2 separate regions of the Mus musculus genome follow, and region 2 is linked to region 1. A link is a contact called in public promoter capture Hi-C data. All regions are on one chromosome and are shown on one strand. The core of a region is the stretch at or near the end of the contact, and the rest is flanking DNA. Distances in the headings are between cores, read along the strand shown.

Region 1 (4,649 bases), core at 71-2,570:
TTCCTAGTGTATGGTCCTCCTCGTGCAGGACAAATGTCACACACTGTCTATCTGTTCCAGCTGCCTGGACCATTTCCAGGGCTGTCTTCCTCTCGCCTTCAGCCATTGAGGTCTTCAATCCTGATATTTTTCTACACACATATTTTTTTTGTAAGAATAAGATCACATGGAATATCGTTTTCTGATTAACTTTTTATGATTCACTGCCTCATTCTCCTGCCTCCACACTTCTAGCCATAGATATTTAACTCCAGTTTTTCCCTACTTCATTTGACTCCAGCAAAGAGGGGGAGGGGTGTCATCTCAGAAAAAAAAAAAAACCCCACCAAGTTAAATGTTTGCAAAATCTTTCTTGGGATAGAGCAAAAGAAAGGGGCAGAGTTACAATAGGGTAGGCCCTGCTGCAAGATGAAAAGGGAGTTGACAGGTATAAAAAACACGATTACTTTAGCATAAAAATGGCAACCACAAGTTATCAGGGTGGCAGGCTCAGTTACGGCTCCCATTTGAAAGAGGTAAGGAAACTACTAAGTTAAAGGAAGTGAAAAGTTTAATAGGAGGGAGAATTTGGTGGACAGAGAGAATTTACGAGCAGTCTGCACAGAGCGGAGTTGCAGTAACTTTAGCCAACTTAAACACGCCAGGCCCGCCACTCGGGACGGCTGGCCCGGTGCGTGACCTTACAACGAGGCAGTTCTAATGGGGGTGGTGGCAGTTTGGGACTTACAGCATGATTCCCAACTTCTCTCCCCTCCCGGATGGCTAGCATCCCTCTGGGCTTTTCTGTTACAAATAAACCCACGGCTCCTCCCTCTTCCCAACCCGGCCCGCTCTACTCTCTCTCCTTCCTTCCCCAGCGCCTGGGGTCAGGCCTAGCCGCCACGCCGGGCCGCAGTCGGCCGCGTGCCCCTTCGCCACCCGCTTCGCTGGCCCGACCCGCCGCCCCACTCCACTCTTCCCCTCCACCCTTACCTCTCCAGCTCCTGATCGTCTTCCATCGCGGGAGGTGGGGGTGGCGGCTCCAGGAAATCCTCAGGTGGCGCTGGCGAAATGGAAGCTCTTCCCCATGTCGCGAAAGGTGCGGGACAAGGCAGGAAGGAAGAAACCACCGACGGAAGAAGCGGATGACGGAAGGAGGGGGGCGGAGCCGCAGCGGCGCGGCAGGGCCCTCTGTGGGCGGGGCTAAACCGGGTCCCGCCCCCGACCACGCCCAGGCGCGGGCAGGACGGTTCACCTGGAACTGCGGAAGCTAAGCCAGCTGCCGGGCACAGCCAGCCGGTCCCCAAGTGCCACTGAAGAGCATAGGCTCTCACCTGTCGCCCCGAGACACCTGCTATTTAAAAAGAGTCAGAGTCGGATCTCTGGCCTGCTAGGCTCTCCAGGAACCCGACTGCCCCAGGGCTGGCTATTCCCAGGACTTGAGTCCTCAGGGGCCTTTCATGGGGCACCTTGAAAAAGCAGAGAGACTGTTGTGCAGAGATGACTCTCCTGACGATACTGTGGGTTTTAAAAATTTTTCTCCCTGGGGTGCAAATGTACATCTCCACTAGGTGCAAGGGCTGCGATGGTCTTTCTTTTGCGAGAGAAGTGAGAGTTTGGAGCACCGCCCTCCTTCCTCGGGAGCTCACGCTGTGGGACTGGCAGCTCCTTTTCCCTTTGATCCCAAGGAACCGCCCTTCTTCTCAGGTGCATCCTCCCAGCTCCCACCTGACCCTGGCCAGGCTGGGTCCCCGCCCCACCCAGCTGTCCCCTCGCCCTGCACACCTACACGTCAGCCGCCCCCCGCCACCTGTTCTCCCTCAGCCTGGTCCCGCAGCCCTCCCCTCCCTTCAGCTGTCCCACGCCCGGCGCGGCGCTCCAGGGGTGCACGCAGACACTTCCCGAGCGTTTTCTCTGTGTGTCTGAGAGGGAGAATCCGGCCGGGAGCGATGGCGGAGGGCGGAACGCGCTCACTCTAACACGGGGGTGATGAGCAGGGCCGACTCGGCCCCTCGAACTCCTTGATTGGTCGAGAGGCTCCGAGCCCGCTCTTAGTCCCGCCTTTGTCCGCCGTTGATTGGCTCAGGTGCGTGTCGGGTTGGGCCTCTGCGCTCGCCCCCTAGGGGAAAGGCAGCAGGGGCGGTTGAGAAGTAAAGTCTTGGCCGGACTTTGCTTCTCGCCAGGAAATCGGCGGCGGCGAGTCCCAGCGGAGCGGAGCCGGGCGGCGTCCTCGTCAGCGCTCCCGCGGGGAGCCCGCCGCTTTCCCTCAGTGAGTTACTTCGCCTCAGGTGCGGGCGGTGACGGGGTGTGGCGTCAGGGTAGGGGGGACCATCTGGGGGACCGCTGGGGGCCGCGTGCTGTCTGGCCCGGCCCGGTGCGGGTGCGGGTTCCAGGAACCCCGATGCAGGTCTGCGCGCCTCTCGCTTTTCAAGACATGGAGGTTTGGGAACGAGTTCTTGCACTTTGCGTCTGCACGTTGTCTGGAGCCAGAGTGGCGCTAGCTAGTTGCCCTCTGGTTTTGTTTCCTGGAAGGGATGAGCAGAGAGGCACCCTCCTCCTTGCCCCAGCCTGTTGCGGGGGAATTCTCACCTTTCTCTTCAGATTTGACATGTTTGGGAGCGTGGGGGGTATAATTTCCAAAATATGAGTCCCGATTTGGAAGCATTTGCGCACAAAGCACCTCTTGGGAAAGACATCGCTGGCTTTTCAAAGCTTTCTGCCACGTTTCACGCAAGGACTTTTTAATGGAGTGTTCTAGTATTTCCGTTTGCATTTAAGAGTGTGTGTTTGCCAGGAGCCTTAAGGACGCTTCCGCGTGGCTTTATCGAATCAATTTTTCTTCTTCTCACTCTGTAGCCTTGGCTAGCCTGGAACTCACGGAGATCCGCCTCTTTCTTGAGTGCTGTAGGGTTAGAAAGGCGTGTGCCCCACACCCCGCCAATTTTTCTTTGGGGAAAAAAAAAAAAAAGCCCAGAAACCAATGGCAAGGGTAGTTGGAGGCAACCGTGAGCTCCAGTTTATCCAAACTGCCTTCACTTTAAGAATGTCACATTCTTTTCAGTCACAGTACTTAGACATTGGCCTCCTTCCCAGGACACAATTTGCGTTTTCTCTAGCCTGTTCAGTGACATAGCACAGACGCAGGATCTCAGTAGGTCAGTCCTGTTTGCTTTGATAGGTTTGAAAACCCTCCCCCACCCACCCACCTTTGGAGAAAAGGACTTTGGCAGGTAAAGAAGGAAGATGGGGGAATCTAGTGTCCTATTTGGCCGGCAGATCATTGTTGAGCTAACAAGGTTTTGCCGTTTTAGCCTGTCCAAATTCCATGTGAGTTTTCCCAAAGGGGTCAAATGTAGGCCAAGTCAAAGCAGCTCTAGAGTCACATTGTTTTTAATTCAGTCCATCCACTAAGTCCAAGGTTTGTTCCTCTAAGCTTCAAGTTTGAGCCTTTTCGTTGTATAAACATTTAGCTACTCCGTGTCTACTCCGCTTTCCAGACTTTGGTGAAAGGGAATTTCTTGCCCAGAGTTGTCAGTGTCTGTATACTTCTTAGTCCATTACCTGAAAGGAAATTGAACAAAGTGATGTGGGAACTTAAAATCATTTCTGCCTAGAATGTGCCAGAGAAATCCTAGGCAGTCTTCAAATTGGCACGGGCTTTCTCTGGGAGCATCCTAAATGCTTATAGCCATAAAGTGCGACATCATCTGCTGTGCATATGGTTGGTCTGAAGGACTTGATGTTTGGGGCTAAAGCAATGGGGGTTGGGGGCTGGTTTGTTGTTTATCTTAGGGGTTCATGGTACATTGTACAAGTGGACCCTTAGATATCTGTTGAAATAATAAAAAGAAAGGATTTTGTGTAATTCCTCAAGACGTTTGGACACTTCATCTGGTCAGTGAGAGTGAGGTGTTCATTTCAAGCAGGAAGATGCTGTGGTAAGATTTGCATTCCATAAAGATAACTGCAGCAGGCTGGAGGACAGTGGGGGCCAGGCAGTAGGTGAGACTACTACATAGTCTCCGTGCATATAATATGTGTTTGCAAAGGGTTTATTACCCTCTCTTTGTTCTTTAGCGGTTTTTAGTCTGGTAGGATTTGGAAACCCGAAAAAATAAAAACAGTTTTGGCCCTGGCTCAGTAAAACCTCAGCCAGAGCTTGTCACCACCAGTCTGAAGAAAGCTGGTGTGGCATTCAGGAGGGGTGGACTCATAGGTGAGTGACTAGGTAGGAGTAGTGAAAGATGATCCCTGGTTTTGTTAGTTTGTTTGTCTGTTTTCTGTTTTTGTTTTAGAGACAGAGTTTTACTCTAACTGTCCTGGAACTCACTCTGGAGACCAGGCTGGCCTCAAACTCACAGAGATCCGCCTGCCTCTGCCTCCCAGAGCGCTGGGATTAAAGGCATGCACCACTATGCTCTGTGATTCCTGTTTTTTTGGGAGGTGAGGGGGCAGGGAGGGACTAGTTAAGCTGCTTATGGGGGCAAAAGAGGGGTCAGGTTCTTCCAGTTGCCTTTCAAATTACTATTCCATCTGGGTTTCAATTCCCTAACAGCCAGGAAATCGTCATGGTACTGTTTAGTAAGGTTTAAGGATCAAGTGAAATTACGAATGTCATACCCTTGACACAGTCTGAGGTGCATTCCAAGTGCTGAATAAATATTAGTTGT
Region 2 (4,800 bases), core at 1,794-4,293, 3.6 Mb before region 1:
AGCAGAAATACACAGAACAAATAAAATGTGTGTTGTAAATAGCAGTGACAAATGCCTCGTGTAGTAAACTGAGTTTCAGAGTAAATAATGTTCTCATAGATACAGTAACAAAGCGAGCTCAACACTAACTTTTCCAAATCACTTTGGCTTACAAGTTTAAAACCTCTTGTTGGTCACATTGATGGATGGATGGATGGATGGACGGATGGATGGATGTCTAACAGTGTCAATAAAAGAGCAAGTAGCTCTTAAAGACAGAGGCTCCAAGAGGTTGGTTAGCTTCTGAAAGAAGAGAGGTGAACAGAATCCTGGACAACAGTTGTTAAAGCCAGAGTCTAAACCAGTCAGTTGACTTTGAAGCTGAAATGAGAGGAAAGTGAGAACAGGATGGAGATGATGGGTTGAATCCCGATGACTTCAATTACATACAGTAAGTCCTACACAAAGCAACAGACACCAGCAAACTTCTCAGTTTCTCAATCGCCCACCTGAGTAAGCTTTTAACCCAGGGCCATTCCATCTAAACCTAACTTCTCATCTGTAGAGGGCTGGCAACAAGCCTCAAGTTCCTCGGTAGTTTTCTAACACCTGCAAAGTAAACGTAAATTTCCACTTTTGCAGCATTTTATGTCACCTAAGAATCCGTAAACCAGAGTGAACTAGCTCTTCTATTAATGCAAATCAAATGTGAAATAAGTAGCATGCTGGGAGCCAAAGAACAATCTCCAAATATGCTAAGGGGAATAAGAAAAACGCAGCCCCCCAAATCATTCCCTTCCTCCAGAAGTTCAGCTCTCCAGCCACTTCTCTGTTCACCTGAGCAAGACCTGTCTAAAACAAGGTGTCATTTTGCTTAGCTTAGCAAATTACTGTTAAAGCCAGATTCTTAGAATACTGTTCTTTGTTAAACAAAGTTAGAGAACATGATAAACTTAAAATTTAAATAATGATCATCAAACATCAAACTGTCTAGAACCCTGGTACAAACAAGCCGAGTACAAACCATCTTATGACAAGTCACCATCATCACAAGATCTCTTCTGAGGAGAGAGGGAGAGGGGACCAAAGCCAGGGGATTAAAGGCAACTGAAAGCATCAACAAGAGCTGCAGGAAAAGCAAAACCTTCAACCAGAATGACAAAGTTCTTTTAAAAAGGAGGGAAAAAAAAAGGCAAAAGACTAGCATTACTTTCTCATCAGAGACACTTCAAACAGAATCCAACTAAGAGGAAAACATCTGTGCTACTTTAGTAGTAAACTTTAAAACACATCTTTTCTATATATGTATCTGTAAATTTACATCATATGCAAATACGAGTTCAAAGAAGTAACGTTTTGATTCAAGATGGTTTTTATGAGCTGGGTGTGGCAATGTAATCCCAGCACATCAGGCCAGAAAGATTGCCAGTTCCAGGCTACCATAGCATACTACTCCCCACTTTCACCACCCTAAAAGTGTGTTTAATATTTAAACTTTGGGAATTAATTTATTAATCTTATGTGCCATATAACTTTTTACCTCCAAACTCGCCGCTGTAAAATCAGTTAGGTATTATGCTGTCACCATGAAATGGAAGATTACCTGTTCCACAGCGGCCTGCCATAGCTCCCAAGTGTTCACTCTACTAAAGTCCCCCAAACACTAGCATCTGACATGTCTAGTGCACAGCCAAGAGATAGCCTCTGAAACCCGCGCTTGTGCCAACTTAGTTGACTTTCACAAAAGTTAACACAGAAAACACCCCCTCGTGGAACTGTTAACTACATGTGCTGAGAACAATGCTTAAATTGCCCTTCTCCACTTCAGTCATCATAAGTTAGCTACAGCCCACCTCCTACACTACATACACCTGGCTTTTAAAAGGTTATTTCGTTGAAGTCCACAGGCCTCCCCAACTCTCTCAGGACCTCAGACCAACCTTCAAAAATGAAACAATACTTCCAAAGCTTCAACAAGTATTCAACAGAGAGACCGCTCCTTGGAGCGATTACAGCCACCCATCAGTTCCTAACTCTAGTATCAAAGGAGCATTCTTTGAAATCAAAAATATGGGGGGGGGGGGGGGCTTTTAAATCTTGGTAGGGTTCCTGAGGATGGAGCGAACGAATCACTCTTCTTTCAAACCCCTCGGGAGTTCGTACTGGAATAGCATGCAGCGCTGAAGAGCAGGTGCTGAATTTCGGGGTTCCGTCGACCCTGCAAACACCTGTCGGCTGCATGCTACATGCCTGCTCCTATGTGCAAACATCACATTTGCTCTTCAACGTACAGAGCAAAAACCGAAACAAAACAAAAAGCAGACCCACAGCCACAGCCGCCGCCAACGCCGCCAACACCAACGCCGCCGCCGCCAGGGCTTCTCCCGGACCGCAAACTTTTAGAGTGTCAGTGGAATAACGGTGCAGAGGCGGGCGGGCGAGCCCGCACCGCACACTGTCCGTACCGCCGTGGGGCTGCACCCGCGGTCGCCCGAGGACTCTCTCTCTCTCTCTCTCTCTCTCTCTCTGACTCTCTCTGACTCTCTCCTCTTTCTCTCTCTCTCTCTCTCTCGCTCTCGCTCTCTCGGCCGGCTCCCGGCTCTTCCCCGACTCCCGAGCAGTGCGGCGCGCCTCCCCTCGCGCCGGGCCCGCAGGCAGCCGGAAGGGGGAAGCGGCGCGGGGGGCTTCTCTCCAGGGGGAGGAGAGGGGAGGGGGAGGGGCGCGGCCGCGGCCCCCGCAAAGGTCACTCCGGGCCGGCGCCAGCCGCGGCCCGCGGCCTCCCCGCCCCCGGCCCCACCGCAGCCCCGCTGGGACACCGGGACACGCGAGGCTCAGCGGGCGACGGCTCCACGCGCGCACGCCCCGCTAGAAAAATGGAGCGTGGGGCGCTGAGGCGATGAAGAGGCGCTCCCTTTCCGTTACCCGAGTCGCTCCTACCTCCGGTCGCCCGGCTCCTACACTCCTCGCGCTCCTCCGATCTCGGGGATCCGCCGCCCTCGCCGCCGCCGCCGCCGCCGCCGCATCCAATCGCCTCCTCCCGCCCCCCCTCCCCTTCCGCAGCCAGTCCAGGCCGTTCCTCCGCCTCTCCGCTTCAAAATGGCGCCAAGAGCAGCTCCGCGGCTGCTCCAATCGAACCGCGGCGGACAGCGCCTGGGGGGCAGGCAGAGCGCCGCGTGGGTTCTCAGCGCCCCCTACCGGCCGCACGGCTTCTCGCTCAGGCGCGTGCGCACGCGCTCCTCAGCCCGCGCTCCGGGCTCCGCCCCACACACCCGGGGGCGCGCACGCGCAGGCTCCGCCCTGCTGGCGCGGCCTCCTCTGTCTCCTTGGCAGCAGAGTGATGGGCAGCTGTCAGTGCGTTCTCTCAGCTTGGACTCAGCCTCCCAGGCTTTGGCGGGAAATCTGTAGATAGCTGAACTCCGCTGGCTTTGGCTTTTTTTTTTCTTTCCTTTTTTGGATGAGGCTTTTTTTTTTTTCTTTCCTTTTTCTTTCCTTTGCCGCCCTAGCTGGCCTGTGGAGCTCACTGTGTACACCAGGCTACACATGATCTTACCATGTAGACCAGGCTGCCCTCGAGTTCAGAGATCTGCCTGCCTCTGCTTCTGCCTCCTTAGTACTGGCATTTTCCCTACGCCCGGCCTTTTTTTTTTTTTTTAATTTCTAAAAAAAAAAAAAGGAGGGGGACGGCGAGATGGTTCAACGGGTTAGAGCACCGATTGCTCTTCCGAAGGTCCTGAGTTCAAACCCCAGCAACCACATGGTGGATCACAACCACCCATAATGAGATCTGACACCCACCATCTTCTGGAGCGAGAGGGTGCCAACTGGAGTGAGTAGAGGTCCTAAGTTCAATTCCCCAACAACCACATGAAGGCTCACAGCCATCTGTATAGCTATAGTGTACTCATACACATAAAATAAAAAATAAATGTGTATTATTTTATTTGAGAATACGCTCTCACTATGCAGCCCTGACTGGCCTAGAAATCACTATATAACCCAGGCTAGGCTCCATCCTCCAGCCACTGCCTTCCCAATGCTGGGACTAAAGGTATGTGCCACCACTCCTGGCTTTTTTTGTTGTTTTGTCTTGTTTTGTTAGATAGGGTCTCACTATGTAGCTCTGTCTGGGTCTGGAGCTCACAGAGACCCACCTGCCTCTGCCTCTATGCCTCTGCCTCCCAAGTGCTAGAATTAAAGGTGTATTCCACCTCTTGTGCGATGTTTTAAACCCTGTGGTGCAGCACAGATTATGTGCTGTGTAAATGAAAGATTATTAATGTCTACATGGCTCCTCACCGGTTGGTGGACCTAGGGATCCAGTGTTCATCCCACTGCTCAAGAACCCCCCTTAACGGGGTGAGGAAGCGATTGGAAGGCCACAAAGATGCCATCCAGAAAATGAGGTTTGTGCGCCCTTGCCACTTCTGCCCTCACTGCTGCAGCTGTGGGCTGGGCGGGCTAAGATGGAGGTTTCTCTTCACCCCCAGGTCCCTGTCAGAGCTGACAAGTCTTGGTCGCCTTTTGCTCTTTGATGCTGTCCATCCCTGCAGTGAGCAGGATCTCCCTGCACTAGGACTGTTTGTTTCAACAATGAACATGTGAGGTGAATCGGGAGCTTATGGTAAGATATTCGAAACGAAAGATAGGCAATGCAGGTTTATAAACCACAGTGTTTGTGCTGGGGAAGAAGAGCCTTAAGTTGTAGCAGAGCAAGCACCTTCAGATACTAGCACCTATTCATTCCCTCTCTCAGCAGGGTTCCTGGGATCACTCTGTCTTCTACAGAGCTGTACTACAGGCATCTACCCATTTTATGCATCC

Evidence for each region. Promoter capture Hi-C pulls out the DNA fragments that hold promoters and counts their contacts.
Region 2: a promoter capture Hi-C map of pre-B cells shows a contact between it and region 1, with 6 times the contacts expected there. The contact joins the promoter of Pds5b here to the promoter of Polr1d in region 1. A contact is called at or near these places in 2 of 39 promoter capture datasets (cranial neural crest and pre-B cells).

The regions. Positions count from the first base shown.
Region 1 is chr5:147,074,017-147,078,665 of GRCm38.p6, reverse strand. Polr1d (polymerase (RNA) I polypeptide D) reads right to left here and starts at 1,320. Exons shown (of 3, transcript NM_181730.4): 1 at 973-1,320. The coding sequence starts at 998. Lnx2 (ligand of numb-protein X 2) reads left to right here and starts at 2,094. Exons shown (of 10, transcript NM_080795.4): 1 at 2,094-2,248.
Region 2 is chr5:150,672,070-150,676,869 of GRCm38.p6, reverse strand. It overlaps Pds5b (PDS5 cohesin associated factor B), which reads right to left and starts at 3,043. Exons shown (of 35, transcript NM_175310.6): 1 at 2,917-3,043. It overlaps Gm40353, which reads right to left. Exons shown (of 6, transcript XM_017321266.1): 2 at 2,902-3,129; 3 at 2,308-2,844.